Regions from separate parts of the Mus musculus genome. Here all the other regions are linked to region 2. The links are chromatin contacts, called in public HiChIP or PLAC-seq and promoter capture Hi-C maps. All regions are on one chromosome and are shown on one strand. The core of a region is the stretch at or near the end of the contact, and the rest is flanking DNA. Distances in the headings are between cores, read along the strand shown. Region 1 holds the start of Aim2 (absent in melanoma 2). Region 2 holds the start of Pigm (phosphatidylinositol glycan anchor biosynthesis, class M). Region 3 holds the start of Dedd (death effector domain-containing). Region 4 holds the start of Ufc1 (ubiquitin-fold modifier conjugating enzyme 1).

Region 1 (4,809 bases), core at 143-2,642, 1.0 Mb after region 2:
CTGGTTGAGACCTCACAGCTGGAGGAGAAACTCTGCTGAGGCTTGTAAAAAGGAAACTGAAAACTAGCATTTGCTTGGGCAGAGCCTTAATATATAATTATTTTGCCCCAGCATCAGGGTTTAGGACTCAGCTATAGGGCCAGGACTAGCCAAGCTTCAAAGTGAAAGAAGATAGTTGAGAGTACTTTCTGCTTTCTGTCTCCCAAGACCTGATTTTCATGATTTTCATGTCCTACTACTCATAGTGAAAATCTTTGTGAGGCGGATGGTTTGAACTCTCAGGACATACACCAGTCCCTGAGTTGAGAACTAAGGCTGCTTTGGAGAGAAGAAAATCCCCTGAGGTAAGTAAGATATGTCAGAAGTTTTCTAGAGAAAGCTTTAGGACCATTTTGCTAATCAGTAAATTAAGAGGAAAGAGAGTCCTGGGTTTCTGAGGTTAGAAAGAGGGATTAGTATTGACTGTATTCTAGAAAAGAATAAGGCTGCAGGAAGCCTGGTTCTAAACCTTCAGTTGACTGAGGAACAGAAGTTATCTTTTATTGCACCACAACTGAGACCTTTACAAAAGAAAGTGCATTTGGCCGTGGCAGGAATTAGAATATATTGTTCAGAGGGTTGACCCAGACTGAGCCTAAAAGGAACTCTGATTTTCTGGGTGTGTTGGTCTGTAGGTGTTTTATTGACATGAATTTATATTTAGAAGAGGGCTTTTGATTTCTAGCTGAAGGGGGAAGAAACATAGGGGCCAGGGAGCTATTTCTCGATAAAAGGTGAGAATAATGGCATGACAGAAAGCCTGTGATGTAACGTTAGCTTGAAAGCATCAGAGCTCAAAATTCTAAGTAACCTTAATCTAAGAAGAAAATATCTAATAAAAAAAATGTGGGGAAAAAAAAACCCAGCATGGTAGTAACACAAAAGAACAATTAAAAAAAAATCAGACACGGAATCAAATAGAAAAAAAAAAAAAAAAAAAAGAAAGAAATGCCAAGCAGATAATGTTACTCCATAATCCCAAATGTTCAAGTGACATGGCATCTTTTAAAAATTATATGTGCTTTTAATCTCTATTTCCTTTACTTTATTAGGTAATAGCAAGTTTATTTCAGTCTAGTTCCAATTGGATCCTGCTTTCCCATTTCCATAGTTAAATCCCTGGAATTTGGGGGAAGGATCATTCCTATGGTATCTGTTGAGGTTTGAATATATGCCGGCTGGTGGCTCCGGAAGGTCTTGGGACTTTCACAAGGAGGAACTTACTGGAGAAACCTTATTGGAGGAAGTGGGTCACTGAGGGCGGCCTGTGAGAGGTGATAGGCGGTCTCACTTGTAACTCTGTTTCTTTGTCTGAGCAAGAATCACAACCTGCCTGCTTCCTGTCCTGCCTGCTTCCTGTCCTGTCTGCCGCCATGCTTCCTTAACTAGCTGCTAGGTTTTTTCCTTGTCGTGATGAAATCCACCCTCATGGACCTGTAAGTAAAATTAAAACCTACTTCTCCCCTATGTTGCTAATGTTCATGACATTTTATCAAAACAGAAAAGAAACTAATACAGCAAAATGCTGGGTCCTGTTTACATATCCAATTCTGTCTTTTGCGGGGAACTGAAAAGAGATATTAAGGAAAAGTGATTGCTAAGAGATATTTAAGGAAAAGTGATTGCTACTTCCTGTTATTTTTGTTGTTAGAGGTGGAATTATATCTGTGTGGCTATATTCTTTTAGTTTTTTTGAAAGATTACTTTCTTGCTTTTTTCTAGGGTGTAGTTTCCCTCTTGTGTTGGTGTTTTCCATCTATTATACTTTGTAGGGCCGGATTTATGAGAAAATATTGTGTAAATTTGGTTATGTCATGGAATATTTTGGTTTCTTCATCTATGGTAATTGAGATTTTTGCTGGGTATAGTAGCCTGGGCTGCCATGTGTATTCTCTTAGGGTCTATATGAAATCTACCCAGGATCTTCTGGCTTTCATAGTCTCTGTGGAGAAGTCTGGTGTAATTCTGATAGGTCTGACTTTATGTTACTTGACCTTTTTCCCTTACCACTTTTAATATTCTTTTTTTGTTTGGTGCATTTGGTGTTTTGATTATTATGACAGGAGGAATTTCTTTTCCGGTCCAGTTTGGAGTTCTGTAGACTTCTTGTATGTTCATGAGCATCTTTTTGTTTAGGTTAGGGGAGTTTTCTTCTATATTTTTGTTGAAAATCTTTACTGGCCCTTTAAGTTGGGAATCTTCGCTCTCTTCTATACCTATTATCCTTAGGTTTGATCTTCTCATTGTGTCCTGGATTTTCTGGATGTTTTGGGTTAAGAGCTTTTTGCATTTTCTTTGACTGTTTTGTCAATATTTTCTATGGTATCTTCTGCATCTGAGATTCTGTCTTCTATCTCTTGTATTCTGTTGGTGATGCTTGCATCTATGACTCTTGATCTCTTTTGTAGGTTTTCTAACTCCAGGGTTGTCTCCCTTTGTGATTTCTTTATTGTCTCTATTTCCATTTTTAGATCTTGGATGATTTTGTTCATTTCCTTTACCTGTTTGATTGTTTTTTCCTGTAATTCTTTAAGAGATTTTTGTGTTGCCTCTTTAAGTGCTTATAGCTGTTTACTGTGTTCTCCTGTATTAAATATTCATTAATGATATTTTTAGGGTATGAAAGGATATCAATATAAAAGTTGAACACATTTTTACAGACTATTTGATTCTCAAAATGCTCAATATTATTAATATGTTTGATGTATAAAATACATTTAAATATTAAAAATTGAAGAAAAAAAAGAAACTAATACAGTAACTACTCTTTGGAACTCAGTGATAACCTTTGTGCCCTTACCGAAAGTGTGGTAAGTATTTCTAAGTATCAGAACATAGTTGTTAATTATGTTGTTCAACTTTTCTACTTTTTTGCTTTTTGTTTTATTTTATTCTTGGCTATTTAAAGCGTTAGTTACTGAAGGAAATGTTTTGTAATTTCTGACCATCATGGTACATTTGCCATTTGTTAGTGGAGAACTGTCAAATTTTGTTTACAACTGTTGACTTTATTCAATGAGGTGCTTACTGTTTAGAATTGTTGGTTATATTACCTTGATGACTTTAACATTTAATTGTTGTATAGCAACTCTGTCCTTAATGGCACTATTTGTCTTATAGTCTTCTCTGACTAATATTGATAGAGCTGCTCTAACTAGAGTTTTTGTGCTTAGTGCCTGATACATATGTTCACGTATTTTTTGCTTTGCAGCTACTCAGCACTTCAATTTCCCCCACTGTGTCTTTTTTAAACACCACAGGCACCACAGTGGGTTTTATTCCAGTTTAGCATTCTTTTTAAACCCATGAGTCTAATTCATGTGCGTTCTGTCAGTTGAAATGTTTGAATCTTGTGTAACCATCTTATATCGCTTCATATGATATTTCCATGTTTGTTTTCTTCTTTTTAAAAATACACTTAAGATTATTCTTTACACAGAATGATGCATATTATGTTAGTCATGTTTTTAAAAGTCCCATTTATACATCTTGTGGGGAAACGCCATTTATCATTATCCCAGAATAATGCTTTCTGATGTACTTTTTGGTGAAACTGAATAACATCACATTTACTGCTTCAATAAGGTAAACTAGCATACAGCCAGTCACTGCAAAGTGAATAATCCATTGTGATTTAGTACATAGATAAGGCTGTATACCTTCCCTTAGATCTAGCTCCAAGATATAAGAATTACTCTTTCTATTTATCTCTGTAATTGTTTAAATGTTACCTCCTCAAATAGACATAGTCTGACGACCAACTTGAGTTACACTACACAGCCCCAGCCTGTACACTACACAGCTATACATACTTGTATTTGTTGTGGGGATAGTGAAGAAATCTTGCCTGATTCATGACTCATTTCCTCTAAGACTTACAAGATGCCTTACTGGACAAAACGAACTGATTGGTGAACAACAGCAGTTGATTTACTAGTTTATCCCTCAAGTGCATATCTTTTCCATTTTTATTTTCAAAAGGAGTTTTGGAAGTTTTTACACCATAGGGATAGCTGTTTAGTCACAGACAAGTGTATAGGGAGTGTAGAGCAAAGCACAGGATTTTTGGGATACTCCCATGAAGCAACTGCATAATCTGTGGTGGGGGCAGCCCATCCTGTGGCAATCATTCTCAGGAGAAGGCATGTTGGTACTGGCATGGTGCTGAGTTTGTAGAGATCTCTCTGCCATGCTACATATTAAATCCTCACAGTACCATCTCCTACTATGTGTATTTAACTGATGGGGAATTAATCCCATCAGAAAATTACAAGATGAGGTCAGAGCCTGATATACCACATTTTACTAAGGTATTTTTCTAAGTTAAAACTAGACACCTCTCTGTAAGTTGTGGCTTCTGGAGATTTGTAAGAAGGCATTCAATCAGCATTAAGTAGTGACTTAATCTGCTGCTCAACATGAGAACAAGGCCTTAGGCATCTGTTGTCCAGGGTCTGACGGAATGGACGTTTATTATTAGACTATTTTAAGAAGGAGAAAAAATGCTCTCTGACATTTCAAAGTCTCTTCCAGTTTCTTGCTTTCCCCATAGTATGATAAATATAAACTTCAAACTATAATAGTAACATATGTTGAGCACACCAGGTGTCAGGGATATCTCAAGAATTGCATGCTTATATAACTCAGTCACATCTCACATGGAGTCTATGCAGTAGAGACTCTCAGGTGGTTCTTCATCAAAGTGCTAGAAAAGATCTTTGATCCTATCATAGAGCAAGAAAGTGAAAACGTGATTCTAATGAATGTAGT
Region 2 (4,922 bases), core at 35-2,534:
ACTCTTGACAGGCTCGACTTCTAAGATCAAGCCAGACAGTCTGTGTCAGTTACCATGTGCCTGCAACTGTAATGCAAGGAAGTACAAAGAAATACATACTTTCTACTCTCAAGAACCCTACAATTTAGTTATAAGGTTATTTGAATGGTAATGTGTTATCACAGTATATTATGGGCAATGCATAGTAAAAAACCAATAGAGGTAGTTATTAATCTACACCATGTAATTACATCAAAGCACAGACATACCAGACTATGACTAGAGGTTAATACGGCTCACTCAAAGGATAAATGTGAAGTGTAGGATGAGAGATGTCTAGGCCGAATGGAGCCACTTCTATGGTAATCTAGAAGACATTCCCTAGGGGCAGGCTCAGTTTGTAAGATCAAGGCAGTCTGCGTCAGTTACCATGCGTCTGAGACTGTAATACATTACAAGAAAGTACAAAGAAATAAAGAAATACTTTCTACTCTCACGAACAATTTACTTGAAACTGAAAACATTGTAAAATAAAGTATGAAGTTCTTGGCCCGGCGTGGTGGCGCACGCCTTTAATCCCACCACTTGGGAGGCAGAGGCAGGCGAATTTCTGAGTTCGAGGCCAGCCTGGTCTACAGAGTGAGTTCCAAGACAGCCAGGACTATACAGAGAAATCCTGTCTCGAAAAACCAGAAAAAAAAAAAAAAAAGAGTATGAAGTTTTAAAAAGTCAATTATAAGTGCAGTAAGAAATCAGGAAAAGAATGAAAGAGTTGGAGTCTTTGGCAAGAAACTAATAGTGGTAGGGTGAACGGAGTGGGTTGACGGCCGATTTTGACCTAGTTGAAGAGTTCTTGAAAAGAACGGAGTTGACAGTACTCCAGGGGAGACAATCTAGACGTATTTCGGTAGGAGGAACCTTCTTATCAGGGTAAAAAGACTATTTTATTTTAGGCTTATTCTTTCCATCTGTATTTCCCACTCTCAGTCCTCCAAGCCAGTTGGGCGGGATGTAAGTAGCAGCAGGTAGCAGCTCACTGTGTTCAGCGTCCTCCTCCGTAGATCTGAGCTGGGAACGCGGAAGCTCTGGTTACTAAAAACAAAGTTCACCCAGGTCCCAGGTCCACGACATCTCAGCCACTCCGGGATTTCCGGACAGCGGAAGCGTCGCCAATAAGGGACCGGAAATCCCGCCTTCGCCGGAGGAAGCTGCGGACGCTAGACAGCCAATCCCGAGGAAGGCAATCGTTCCGCGGAGACAGCTGAGAGCCCGCGCGGGGCTGGAGGCCGGAAGTACCGTGGGGGCGGGACTTGGGGTGCCGGAAGTGATCATTCCTCGGTTCTTCCTGTCGGTGCTGTAGCAGAGGAGATGCTCCCGGCGGCTGAGAGGCGTCAGCCCGAGGACGGTTAGCGAGAGGGGCGCAGTGTGGACCCGGGGCCGGGCCGGGCCGGGCGGGTGGCCCGCACTCGGACCATGAGCTACCCCATGCACTGGGGGGAATGGATCCTGAACTTTCGGGTGCCGCCCGCCGGGGTGTTCGGCGTGGCCTTCCTGGCCCGGGTCGCCCTGGTTTTCTACGGTGTCTTCCAGGACCGGACTCTGCTGGTGAGGTACACCGACATAGACTACCACGTGTTCACGGACGCCGCGCGCTTCGTCACGGAAGGGCGCTCCCCGTACCTGCGGGCGACCTACCGCTACACCCCGCTCCTGAGCTGGCTCCTCACCCCCAACGTCTACCTCAGCGAACTCTTCGGCAAGTTTCTCTTCATCAGCTGCGATCTCCTCACCGCCTTCCTCCTGTACCGCCTGCTGCTGCTCAAGGGGCTGGGGCGCCGCCAAGCCTGTGGCTACTGCGTCTTCTGGCTTCTCAACCCTTTGCCCATGGCGGTGTCCAGCCGGGGCAACGCGGACTCCATCGTCGCCTCCCTGGTTCTCTCGACCCTGTACTTCATAGAGAAACGGCTCATCGCGTGCGCCGCGGTGTTCTATGGCTTCGCGGTGCACATGAAGATGTACCCGGTGACCTACATCCTCCCCATAGCGCTCCATCTGCGGCCCGAGCGCGACGATGACGAGCGTCTCCGGCAAGCCCGGTTCTCTTTCCAGGCTCGTTTGTACGACTTCCTGAGGAGGCTGTGTAGCTGGGCAGTGCTGCTTTTCGTAGCAGTTGCAGGGCTCACGTTTGTTGCCCTGAGCTTCGGTTTTTACTATAAGTACGGTTGGGAGTTTTTGGAGCACACCTACTTTTATCACCTAACTAGGAGGGATATCCGCCATAATTTCTCTCCGTACTTCTATATGCTGTATTTGACTGCCGAGAGCAAGTGGAGTTTTACTCTGGGGATTGCGGCGTTCCTGCCACAGTTCATCTTGCTGTCAGCCGCATCTTTCGCCTACTACAGAGACCTTGTCTTCTGCTGTTTCCTTCATACGTCCATTTTTGTGACTTTTAACAAAGTCTGCACCTCTCAGTACTTTCTTTGGTATCTCTGCCTTCTGCCTCTGGTGATGCCACTGGTGAGGATGCCTTGGAAAAGAGCCGTAGTCCTCTTACTGTTCTGGTTCATAGGACAGGCCTTATGGCTGGCTCCTGCATATGTTCTAGAGTTTCAAGGAAAGAACACCTTCCTGTTTATTTGGTTAGCCGGTTTGTTCTTCCTTCTGATCAACTGTTCCATACTGATTCAGATTATTTCCCATTACAAGGAGGACCGCCTAACGGAGAGAATCAAATACGACTAATGTGTTCTGGATCTTCTGCAACATTCTGATTTTGCCGTATGGACTAGGAGGCTTTGGAATTTTTCTCCTCCCTGAACATTCTAAGCACTCTAGTGAAAGTTCCTTTGTTCCAATAGAAATTAAAACCAGTGTTGGCCTTATATATAAAGGGGGCCCAAGAACTGAGGTCCATGGTCCATCCTTTAGAAGTCTTAGGGCTCATTTGCTTGATGAGAAGAAAGCCATTCCTGTTTCACAGTTGAGAAGCCGGTGAAGCTAGAAGATGCTGAAATATTTTTGAACAGTAGAGGAATAAGGTCTCTAGCAGCGTTTGTTCCTGTCACATGGTGCTACTGTTGTACCTTCAGCCCCTGCCTTTTTTTTTTTTTCCTGCAGTTCTGACAGCGGTGGAAGTTGACAAAATCCCTAAAGCACAACATTTTTACGTATTAAGTATTAACAGTTCCATGCTCGGTTGGGAAAGTCTGAAATTTTTGTAGTAAGTGTGGGGGCTTAGAAGAGAACTAATCCAAAGAATCTAAATTGTGATCATGTATTTGTTTTGTAATTGAGTTTTTCAGTATTAGTACCAGTGGTATTCATTTTATATAAAAAGATTAAATTTAAACTCATCCACTGTAGACCTGAGTTTAAGAAAACGAAATGGAGCATTATTAACATGTATATGCTTATCCTTTTTCTAACTGCTAGGAAGACTTTTCCTCTAGAGTTTCCTCTGAGAGCGGTGTGTTGTAAAAGTGGTAAAATTTAGATGCTAAAGCCTAAGTTTTGAGTATAACTTCACTTGCTCTCTTCTGGTTTTATCATCTAAATTGTTACAAAGGAGAACATTGTTTATAAGGCATAAATCCTACACTCTGAAAATTCCAGGATAGAAAGGAAGACTGCTTGCTGTAAAGCATGAGTGCTGCGTGCTGTCATTGGACAATCAAGAGGTGGTAAGGGATTTGAGGAATTACAGAAATGAGGCTGTGAGGAGCAGGTCTTTCTACTTATCACTTGAAGTAAACACAGTGAAACTGTATGAATAAACTTTCTCAACTGTATGAATAAACATTCTAAAATATTTTTAGAAAACATAGAGCCTGTCTGTGTTGAGGGTTTTCTAACATTCAAAGATGCAGTAGCAATAGATGAGTATAATTTTTTTTTTAAAGAATAAAATTATCATCTTTAAATGCAAGTTCAAGAGAAGATAGGATTTTTGTTTGTTTGTTTGTTTTTTTTTTGGTTTGGTAGGGGTTGGTTTTTCCTTTGTCTGGTTTTTTTTGTTTTTTTGTTTTTTTTTTTTGACCCAGGGTTTCTCTGTGCAGCCCTGGCTTTCCTGGAACTCACTCTGTAGGCAAGGTTGACTCAAAGATCTGCCTGCCTCTGTCTCCTGAGTGCTGGGACTAAAGGAGTGTGTAACCACACTCAGCAAGAAGAAAGTTTTAACAGGCTTTAATTTATTTTTACTTTTAATAAGAATGTTGATTTTGAATGTTTATCAGCTAGTTCTGATTGTTTTATTTTTCTTTGAGATAGCACTCCATTCTACAGCACAGGCTGGCCTCAAGCTCACTGCACTCTTCTTGCCTCTGAAGTGCTAGGTCTACATGTCTGAGCCACTATAACTGGCTTTCTGATTGTTACTTCTAAAGCAAGATTTTAGGGCTAAGAGAACAACTGCTGAAAGTTGTCCTCTGACTTCCACGAGCATGCAGTGACGTGTGCTTGTGCACGTACATGGGTGCACACACACAAACTAATGAGTGTATTCTCTCAAGAAAGCTATTTAAAACATGAAAAGGTCTAGATGTTTTCAGATATAAAATAAGTTGTCTCAATGCTGATGTCTAACGACTTTTAGCAAATGTGGTAGTAAACAATCACATAAATATGTTTTTGGCTTTAGGAAAAGGACTTTGTTTTTTGGAGCCAAAGTCTCACTGTGGTAGCCTCGGATGCCTCAGACTCAGTGTGCAATCCCGACCAACCTCCAACTCATCCTCCTGCTCTAGCCTCTTGGGTCCTGGGATTAAAAATGTGCCAGGCCAGTTTTTACTTTGACTGCCATATGCATATCCTTACCATGTTTTTCTCTTTCTTTGTAAAGTTCCAGCTTCCATGCATGTACCTGGGTGACATGAGAATTCTAAAAAAAAACAAGCTAGAAAATAGTTCTGTCTCCAGCCTGCATAAGCGTAGATGGCGATAAT
Region 3 (5,002 bases), core at 14-2,513, 1.0 Mb before region 2:
CACATTGTATCTTTCCACTTGGATCTGGTTGTTACCCTATACCTCTATGTAACAACTTTCTCCAAGTTTACCTAGTGACCTTCATTTCTTCCACATTCCGAACCACACATTTTAGTCCACATCTTACCTAATCGCTTACTCTTGATACTTGTAACAAGTTTCCTTGATACTTTTCTCTGTCTGGCTTCCTGTCTGTGCCTCCTCGCTGTCCTATTTTCTGCTTCCTTCCCTCATCTCACTCCTCGAATGCACACATCCTCCTCTTTAGGCCATTTTTCTCTCTTATGGCTCCAAGAATATCCAGACATGCGCAAGCACACTTTCAACTTTCTTGGTTTCAAACCACACTAATTCATATATACTTGCCTAAAAGATATCCCGCAGATCTCTTGAAACTAAAAATAACGTAACCCAGTTATTCAAGTCAGGACACTCATATTTCCTTATCCAACACATGCCTTCCTACCTACACATCGCCACTGTCTCTTCTTTAGCTTCATAATTGATCTCTCTCCCTACCCAGCTCCACTCCCCAGGGACCGAACGTCAGGCCTAACCGTGCTAAGAACGCATTCTTCTACAGTGCTCTAACATCCTTGCGGTCTTCTTCGCTTAAATTAAGTCCAAATTGGTCTCCATCTCCAGGGCTCAAGTAATCCTCCTGCCTCAGGCTTCAGGCTGGCACTAACATGCCCAGAGCTGGCAAGCTGTGATCTCTCTACAATACAAATATAACTAACTGTTCACACCTCTGTTTAGACCCTTCAAAGCCTCTTCGACTGCCCTTAGGATAAAATAAATTTGCAAGGTCTTGAGTCATAGCTCCCTATCTCAAAGCCCTTTGTATTACCTCTTCCTTTAGCCACAGCAGGCTCTCGGCAGCTCCAGAACATACTCGAGCCCATCCCACCCCCAATTCAATTCTCAGCCGTCCTTCACCCGTCAGCTGAGGCGACTTTTCCATAGGAAAATGGGAGCTCAAAAGGAAAACACTGAAGGGATGAATTCCGAGAGAGGGTGAGAAGCGCGGCTGCGAGGTTCGGGTTTCAGAACGTCAGAGTGACAGGAAGTTCAAGGCAAAGGTGAACTCCAGATCGTGACCTTTCACCTCAGTTCACCGGGCAGTCCGACCCCCGGCCGATTCCGCCCTTACGTATCATGGCTGCCAGCCCCTCTCTCCCGAGGGCCTTCGAGCCCGATACCAGCCAGCTCGGGCGCCACCAAGGCTTCCACCTTCAAATACGTTCTCTCTCCGCTTCTTAGAACCTCCCCGCCGCCGCCGTTAGGAGAACCCTGCGTTGCCAGCTTGCCCCTAAGCAAGATGGCTGCCAGTCTCCAGCCTCTCTTGCCGACGTGAAGCTACCCACTCCCCGCTTAATGCCGCTGCCAGGCTGCCCTCACCTAGTATGGCTCCTCCGCTCATGCCTCGTTATGGTCTCGAAGCCGACACTAACCGGCCAGGTTCCGGGAGGCGCTGTGCAGGATGCAGCCACCCCCGCCCGGCCCTCCCCTCCCCCACGCCCGCGGCGGCGGCGGCGGCGGCGGAGGCGGCGGCGGCTGGAGCCCGGATGCGGCTCCGTGAGGCGCAGGCCCCGGAGAGCGGCGCGGATGGATCCAACATGGCGGCGCCGAGGCTGAGCCGAGAGTGAGGCGGCGGGGCGGCCGGCCGGCGTGGGGAGGGGGAGTCGAGTGGGACGGGGCGGGGCCGGGCGGGGCCGCCAAGGGCTTGGGGAAGGAAAGTGGAAGGGGGAGGCGGTGGCGACGTCCAGCCCGGAGAACCTCCGGAGAGGGAGGTGACGGGACGCTGCGAGGTGGGGGAAGGGGAGCGGCCGAGGGGGGCGTGCAGGGGAGATGGCAACTGTGGGAGAGGGCAGGGGTCGGGGCGCAGGAGTGCGAGCCTGGGGAGGGGCGTAAACAAGGGCCCAGGCTGGCCCAGGCCAGGGGCAGTAAAGAGGCCGAGGTGGGGAGCGGGGCTGCGAGCCAGCGCTGGGGAAGGGGTAGGAGCCGGAGGGAGAGGTTGAGGGTGTGGAGGGGACGGGGGCTGGTGGCATGTGGCTGCAGGGAGGGCTGGACTCCCGTGAGCGCCGTGGTGAGGACGTGGGAGGTGGCGGGGGTTGGGGGGGGGGGTTGGATTGGACTTGAGACGTGTGCCGGAGGGAGGTTTTTCAAAGTGTTCAAATTGGAAGCGGAAGGGCCTAAGGGGAGAATTGGGGTGGAAGAGGAGAAGAGAAGCGGGGCTTGGCGGATGGAGAGAGTGGCGATGTGCCGGGGTAACGTAGAAAGTGAGAGACCCGGAGGAAAGTTTGAAAGGAAGGGGGGAAGATAGGGCAGTGGAGCTGCACGGGTGATAGAGGGTTTGGGGGTTTCCCTTTCCCCCCTGTGGAAGGGCAGCAGAGTTAAGCAGTATCAGTTGCAGCCAATTTTAATTGCCAGGCGCTTAGCTTTTAATAGGGTGGGAAGGGCAGAAAGGAATGGTCATGTGGGTTTGGAGAATTGGGGTTGAATGAGGGTTCAACCGGATTTGCTTTCCAAAACACCCGCTTGCTTCCTTGTTTTTCCTGGTTACAAATAGGGAGATTAGTAAAGCTCTTTCCTAGGTTTCTTTTTTTCTTTTCTTGCAATTAGCATTACAAGAATAGGGAAAGAGACTTTTCTGGAGCCTTATATACCAAGGTGGAGGCTCTGGAAGCCTGAGGAGGAAATAGAAGAGACAGACTGGCCTCTAGGTAACAGGCTAATTAAATATGCTTACCTTTACTGACCCTCAAGTTGTAGGAGGGGGAGGAGGTGTCAATATGCGTATTTAGGAAAAAAAACAAAAACAAAACAAAACAAAACCACCGTTTCCTACCGGAGTGTAGACGTGAGTGGATGTTGCTTTAGTGGTCATTTTGTTTTCATTGTGTGCTGAGGGAAGAGGTGAAGTTTGAGTCTGGCCTCGTGAGTGACCTGATGGGAAGGAAGAGCTGTCTTTGGCTGTAACTTTCCCCCTTCCAGTCCCCCTACCACTCATGTTGTAAGAAACTAGACGGAATAAGGTATTGAGGAAGGCGAGACAGTATCAGGGTGATGGTTCATTCCCAGAAGTGTTGACTTGGAACCTTTCTTGCTATGAGCCATTGAGACTAGAAATTTTGAGGGGCTGATACGATATTGTGGATTTGGTCAGTTTGAGTTCTCTGTAATTTGGAATAGTTCAGCCAATGAAATGACTTTAGGCTTAGATGACTTTTTTTTTTTTTTTTGGCACTGACACTTGACTAACTGTGGACCTTTGAAGTTTCAAAATAAAGCTTGAAATTTTGCTCTTTTACCCCCCCCCTTATTTGTTTTTGTTTTTGTTTTTGTGCTGGCTTTGAAACTTGTGCTAGGAAGAGCCCTGGGGATTTAAGTTTCTTGCAAAGGTAAGTCTGGAACTTTTTCTTGTTTGCACACAATGGGATGGAATGGAAACGGTATGATGCACTGGGGTAGAACCTGCTTAAGGAGGTAGATGCTAGGGCAAAGGAGTTCACGCTCTCTGAGTTCGTTGCTCAGGTAACTGGAGAGATAGGCAGAGGGAAAGGGGGTATTAAGTGTCCTGGGACGAGGTCCCAGCTTTGGTTTGTTTTTGTCTACCCTTCTGGTCAGCTCTGAGTGAAACATTTAACATATGGAAAGCTGTGCTCTTGTACATTATGTATGAGATATTTCTCCAGGAAGGTGACGGAGGCTGAGGTACTTCAGTGAGAAGGCTCCCCCTCCCTAGTTCACTGTCTCTCCCAGCAGTTCAGAGTTCTTGGTTTCTTTTTTTTTTGGGTGGGAGGGGGGTTCAAGACAGGGTTTCTCTGTGTAGCTCTGGCTGTCCTGGAACTCACTCTGTAGATCAGGCTGGCCTCAAACTCAGAAATCTGCCTGCCTCTGCCTCCCGAGTGCTGGGATTAAAGGCGTGCGCCACCACTGCCCCGCTTCTTGGGATTTTTTGAAAACATACTGTGTAATTCTGCCCTCCAAATATATTTGGTTACACTTTCCTGGTCCCGCCAGCAAGGCAGAGCTTCATGAGCCCTTAGCTCTCTTCAGGATTGCCCAGGTAGTTTTTGCTTCAAAGTTCAAGCTGTCCGTCCTTTCTGTAAGACAGGATCTCACTTTGTAGTCCTGGCTAGCCTATAGTTTGCTATGTAGACCAGGCTGGCCTCAGACTCAGAGATCCATCTGCCTCTGCTGCCCAACTGTGGGGATGAAAGGGATGCCACTATACCTGGCTGTTGTCATTTTTTTTTTTTTTAAGTTCTTCCACATGACTTTCTGGTAAGGGCTTCTGAGAGAGTCAAGTATTTCTTTTTTCTTGTAAAAATATAGATGTAATTCCTCTTAAAAGCTAGACTGCCAGTTTCATTTAAAGATAATTCTTTTACACATCCTTTGCTTCCGTAAGTCAAAGTACTTTAAAAAGTTAGAAACCCTGTCTTGAAAAAACAAAAAACAAAACAAAACAAGTTAGGATTGTCATTTCTGGATGGGAGGATCTAGACTGCGTAGGCACAGAAACGCAGTAGAGAGTAACCTATCAGGAGGAAACTGTCTAGGTACATACAGACTCTTGTTGGCTCTTACTACTTCAGACCTCACTAAAGGAAAATGAACTACACCTCCAGGAAATACAGTAATTGATCAGAATCTAGAATTTTTCTGTGCTAGGGATGTAGCTCCGTGGTGGAACACTTACCCACTTAAACCCAAGGCCCCTATGTTGGGTCCCTAGTACAAAAAAAAAGTGCACTTTAGTATTTGAACTACAGCAAGGACATCCAGTGGGTCAGTGTATTTGTTTATAGCTGTGGAGGGTTTGGTTTGGTTTGTAGGGTCTCACTGTGGAGACCAGGTCGGCTTTGAACGCAGAGATCCACCTGCCTATGCCTACCAAGTGCTGGGATTGAAGAGAGTGCACCACCCTTCCCTGCCTACTGTGGCTCTTGCTTCTTGATATTTAGCAGTATTTGAGATGACCAACACATGTGTT
Region 4 (4,980 bases), core at 1,163-3,662, 1.1 Mb before region 2:
GCTTCACTCTTCCTACCTCAGCATCCCGGAAGCTTTCTGCTTACACCATGCTGTTCCTAGCTGGCATCCTTTGCTCTGCTCATGCTGACTAGAAGAGGGAATCCGAACCCCTGAACCTGGAGTTTATGGATGGTTGTGAGCAGTCATGTAAGCGCTGGGAACCAAACCAGGTCCTCTACAAGGGCAGAGGGAGCCATTTCTTCACTCTTGTCCTTACATCTTGAACATCCTTTTCCTACCTTAGGTTTTATTTTTATTTTTAAGATTTATTATTATAGGTAAGTACACTGTAGCTATCTTTAGACACACAAGACGGGGGTGTCAGATCTCTTTACGGATGGCTGGGAGCCACCATGTGGTTCCTGGGAATTGAACTCGGGACCTTTGGAAGAGCAGTCAGTGCTCTTAACCGCTGAGCCATCTCTCCAGCCCCTACCTTAGGTTTCATATGCAAATGTGTGTGTGTGTGTGTGTGTGTGTGTGTGTGTGTGTGTGTGTGTGTGTGTGTGGTGTACGCCAAGGTGTTGCCTGTGGTATTTAAAGGACAACCTGAAGAGCCAGTTGTCCTCTACTGTGGGTTTCATGGATCAAACTAAGGTTTGTTTAGGTTTTGCAGAAGGTGCTTTACAAACTGAGCCATCTCTCTCTGGCCCTGTATTTATACTTTTAAGTTTTAATTCAAGTTTTACCACTTCTAAGAAGCCTTATCATGGCTGGTGTTTTAGCTACTTTATGGTTTCTTGTTTTCTCCACCCTTTATTCCCCAGCTTCATCCCCTATCACTAGATAGGCAAGAAAGAAAATGGAGTGAGAAGGGGAGGCATACCTAAGTTCCCTCTTGTTTCTTTAAACAAGACTACTAACAAATCACAGCCAACGCCCTGAGTAACCAACAACCTGCAAATGCTGGCAGAGCTCTAGTATTTATATACTTTCTGAACATTTCCCAGAATTCCAATTGTCATGCAATCCCAGAAACCATCTGCAGCTGGCAAAACCAGGCCTCTGCTCGAGAACAAGGCAAATCATAGTCAGCTGCTTTGAACCTGTGCCACATCCCCACACCTGGGATTAAAACAAAAACATATTCTTATGCTTCTGTTTTAAAGAAACCAAAATTCCAGAATCCTCGCTACACCTTACTCCTTCCTCCCCATGTTCTCAAAATACCCTAGTTATGTCTCTGTCTCTCCACTTAAACACAGTTTAATACTGTTTCTGTCAACCTCAGTAGGGCCATTCTTATTCGGTTTTATATACTCTCAATAGATACTAGTAACACAATAATATGTTTTATTGTTGTGGTTTGAGGCAGGGTCTCCTATAGTCCAGACTGGCTTTGAATTCATTATGCAGTCTAAAAAACGACCCGAGCTTCCAATCCTGGCTCCACATCCTGGGTACAGAGAACATATGAGCCTCATCAATTTATGAGGTGCCAGAGATGGAACCCAAGGACATCTTGCATGCTACGCAAGCACTCGCCAGTTTCTCAGTGAGGCCACATATACTGCAAGCGATCTACTGGGTTTTGAAGCAGATAGAAAGCACCAAAAGGAGGGCAATCTTTCTCTTCCCATAACAGGAATTAGCTGAAAGGATGGCTAATTTATAACTAAAAACATCTCTCTCTCTACCTCTAAACACTTTAGGTTTTCAGTCCTGACATTAATTCCATCCATTTCATCATGAAGAATGAAAGAGCAGTGATGCACAGACACTTCTTCAGGCGCTAAGAAGTACTTTGACCCCCTACCACAGCCAGCAGAGCAAGCACCTGGTGCGAGAGGGACACGTCACCTTCCCGGAATACTGCTGTTTTTTCCTTCAAAGTCTAGCCCTACTGTGCTCCTAGCCGGAATCTCTTCTGCATCCTCCCTCCGGCCACCCGTAACGCCCCCAGCCCCCCAAACAATCGCATTTATATGAATTTAGAATTTAAACTTTAAAACCGGAAGCGGCTTCCACCCGGAGCCAATTCCCGGGGACACCTGGTTACTCGCCACCCCTCTGCTACGCGGTCAAGCACAGGAGTAAAACTGACCCGGATCAGGGACTGATATTCCTCCTTTAGTCGCTGCACCCACAATTCCCGATCTCGGGGTCCGGCGTTGGTCTTCAGCACCGGGATCTCAGACACGACCCGCCGAGTGGCCTCGTCCGCCATCTTGGACCAGGGAGCAGGAAAACTGCGGAAGTGCAGTTGCTTGTCACTTACTCACGGCGTCGCCATCTTTACTGTGGGAAGAGGAGGCGTTGGATGGCTTTAAAGCGGACCCTGAATGCATTCGATTTTTATTTATTTATTGTAAGGAAATAAAATTGACCTACGGGTGTGAGCGTCCGGAAGAACAGAATGGAGGCGGGCTACTCTGTCCACCTATCATTAAATCACCGGAGCCTGCTCAGAGAACGACTTCCGTTCATGCTCAGAAGCAATCTTGGGAAAAACTCAAGACCTTCCCAAACCAGCAAAGTTGTTTGAATTTCAGGTTTTTCTAGACTGTCTTCAAAGTCCTATCTCCTAAGATGCGCAATTTAACGTCTTTGTTCTCCAGAGTGACTTCCTTACTTTCCATCCCTGTCCTGAATAATTAACACAACTGAATTAGGAAGTATGTAAGCTTGTTTGTTTTTTAAAGGACATTGGGTCCTATATACCACAGACTTGCCTCTAACACATACAAAATGGCCCGGAGCTATTGCTTACTTCAAAATTAATCTGTTTAGGTTTTAAAACCATCCTAAAGATAAAACTTTTTTTTCCAAAGAGTTACTGAATATCTTTTGTGTGCTATATATTAAGTATATAGAAACGATTTCTTCTTAGATGAATTCACCCAAATGACTAACAGTCACTGAATGCCTATTCTAAGCCTATGGCAAGTCATCTGGTAATTTGTTGTTTTTTTATTAGACCAGGCTGGCCTCCGACTCACAGATCTGCCTGCCTCTGTCTCCCAAGTGCTGGTTGGGTAATTTCTAAATTCGTTTGAAACCAAGAAACCTCAATAAGCTTGGTGGCCCACATGTGTTATCCCAGAGCTTAGGGGTCAAGATCAGAAGATTGCTGCAACTCAATTTAAAACGAACAAACTCCATATGCCACAGCTGCTGTGATTGCACACTTTCGATCCCAGCATTTGGGAGGCAGAGGACTCTAGAGTTTTAACCTTGGTGAGTTTGAGTCTACAAAGAGAACAAATTCCAAGATGGTGGTGTCACACATCTTTAATCTCAGCCCTCAGGAGACAGAGGGCTGGCAGATCTCTGAGTTTGAGAGCCAGCCTGGTCTACAGAGTGAGTTCCAGAACAGCTAGGGCTACACAGAGAAGCCCTGTCTCAAAACAAAAACAAAAACAAAAAAATCCCAAAAAACAAACAAACAAAAAACCCCTCAAAACCAAAACAACCCCCTACCCAAAAAAAGAGAAAGAAGGAAAGAAAGAAAGAAAAACAAGACATGCTGTCCTCTGACTTACATACCTATGCCGTGGCATGTGTGCCCCTTCAACTTCAATTTAAATTTATATATTTGTATGTCATGTGAGTGTTTTACCAGCATGTATGTAAGGTACCATGTGCATGCAGTGCCAGTAGAGGCATGTAAAGGGCAACAGATGCCCTGGAACCAGAGTTACAGACATGACTTCCATGTGGGTGCTGAGAACTGAAGACTGATCCTCTGCAAGAGTAGCAAGTGCGCTTAAATCTTGAGCTGTATCTCCAGTCCTCTAGGTGAAAAAACAAACACTCAAATATAGTTTTAAGGGCTGAGGACGTAGTGTAGTGTTAGAATTCTTGCCTAGAATGCACAGAAATGGAGTTGGATCCCCATTATTACATCAACCAGACCTGATGGTGAGTGTCTGTCATCACAGGCTGAGCTACAAATAAATGATGTTGGGTTTTTCCATCCCAGATGATTTCCCTGTGTTGTTTGGTAGATTATTTGTTTTTCTTTTGAGACAAGGTCTGTGTACTCCTGGATGTCCTAGAATTCTCTGTGTAGACCAGGCTGCCCTTGAACTCACAGGATCCAAAGGCCCCTTGCAATTGGAGTGCTGGGGTTAAAGATGTTCTGTACCCTGCTTGGCTAATAGAGTGTTCTTGTCCTCTCTCCCCTATGTTGTTTGATAGTATGTTCTTAGTTTCTTCCTTTCATTCTCAGTGTTGCTTTGGTTTTTGAGACAGGTCTCATGTATCTGAATTCCTGACTCCCAGGTCTCCATGTCCCAAGTACTGGTATTACAGGCACACCACCAAGTCTAGAGGTTTTGAATCTTACTAGCATGCCACACAGCTCTTTATAAAGATATTAGATGTAGCTAACACATCTTTGTAATGCTTCACTAAAGATCTCCTAAGGTAAATAAAATTTATATCTGTGTTTATTTATTTTAGTGTGTGTGTGTGTGTGTGTGTGTGTGTGTGTGTGTGTGTGTGTGTGTGCGCGTGCAGTCACAGTGATGTGGTCAGGGAACAGTGGTTTGAAATTGGTTTTACAATTGCTGTGACATAATTATTTTAATTTTGTTATGTGCATCTGTAAAGGAATAACTTTTCCTGACATTTCTGCTGGATCTGTACATGTACTGCTATCATTTTTTACCTCTTAGTAAAAAACTTATTTCTTGGCCTAGAGAGATGGCTCAGTGGTTAAGAGCAGGAGAGTTCCTAAGTTCAATTCCCAGAAACCACACTGTGGCTCATAACCACCTGTAATGGGATCCGATGCCCTTTTCTGGTGTTTCTGAAGACCCCAACAGTGTAATCACATATATAAAATATATAACTCTTTGGGAGGAAAGAGTTTTTGTTTTGTTTTGTTTTCAAGACAGGGTTTCTCTGTGTAGCCATGGCTGTCCTGGAACTCACTTTGTAGACCAGGCTGGCCTCAAGCTCAAAAATCCACCTGCCTCTGCCTCCCAAGTGCTGGGATTAAAAGTGTGTGCCACCACTGCCCGGTAATAAATAACT

The links. Promoter capture Hi-C pulls out the DNA fragments that hold promoters and counts their contacts. HiChIP or PLAC-seq counts read pairs in DNA pulled down with a chosen protein or histone mark.
Region 1: a contact with region 2 is called in an H3K4me3 HiChIP or PLAC-seq map of embryonic stem cells, with 8 read pairs. The contact joins the promoter of Aim2 here to the promoter of Pigm in region 2. A contact is called at or near these places in 8 of 39 promoter capture datasets (the 3T3-L1 cell line, the HPC-7 cell line, HPC-7-derived erythroid cells and 4 more) and 5 of 115 datasets of contacts at active chromatin or transcription factors (the 230-238 cell line, embryonic stem cells, large pre-B cells and 1 more).
Region 3: a contact with region 2 is called in an H3K27ac HiChIP or PLAC-seq map of regulatory T cells, with 6 times the contacts expected there. The contact joins the promoter of Dedd here to the promoter of Pigm in region 2. A contact is called at or near these places in 2 of 39 promoter capture datasets (cranial neural crest and liver) and 2 of 115 datasets of contacts at active chromatin or transcription factors (microglia and regulatory T cells).
Region 4: a promoter capture Hi-C map of liver shows a contact between it and region 2, with 2.8 times the contacts expected there. The contact joins the promoter of Ufc1 here to the promoter of Pigm in region 2. A contact is called at or near these places in 4 of 39 promoter capture datasets (3T3-L1-derived adipocytes, hippocampal neurons, liver and 1 more), 2 of 484 Hi-C or Micro-C datasets (CD4 T cells and CD8 T cells) and 1 of 9 other capture datasets (liver).

Annotation. Positions count from the first base shown.
Region 1 is chr1:173,419,212-173,424,020 of GRCm38.p6, forward strand. It overlaps Aim2 (absent in melanoma 2), which reads left to right and starts at 1,393. Exons shown (of 9, transcript NM_001013779.2): 1 at 1,393-1,475.
Region 2 is chr1:172,375,247-172,380,168 of GRCm38.p6, forward strand. Pigm (phosphatidylinositol glycan anchor biosynthesis, class M) reads left to right here and starts at 1,285. Exons shown (of 1, transcript NM_026234.4): 1 at 1,285-4,922. The coding sequence starts at 1,453. The coding sequence ends at 2,724.
Region 3 is chr1:171,327,882-171,332,883 of GRCm38.p6, forward strand. Dedd (death effector domain-containing) reads left to right here and starts at 1,264. Exons shown (of 6, transcript NM_001128609.1): 1 at 1,264-1,645; 2 at 3,372-3,404.
Region 4 is chr1:171,292,590-171,297,569 of GRCm38.p6, forward strand. It overlaps Ufc1 (ubiquitin-fold modifier conjugating enzyme 1), which reads right to left and starts at 2,413. Exons shown (of 7, transcript NM_025388.3): 1 at 2,332-2,413; 2 at 2,045-2,238. The coding sequence starts at 2,167.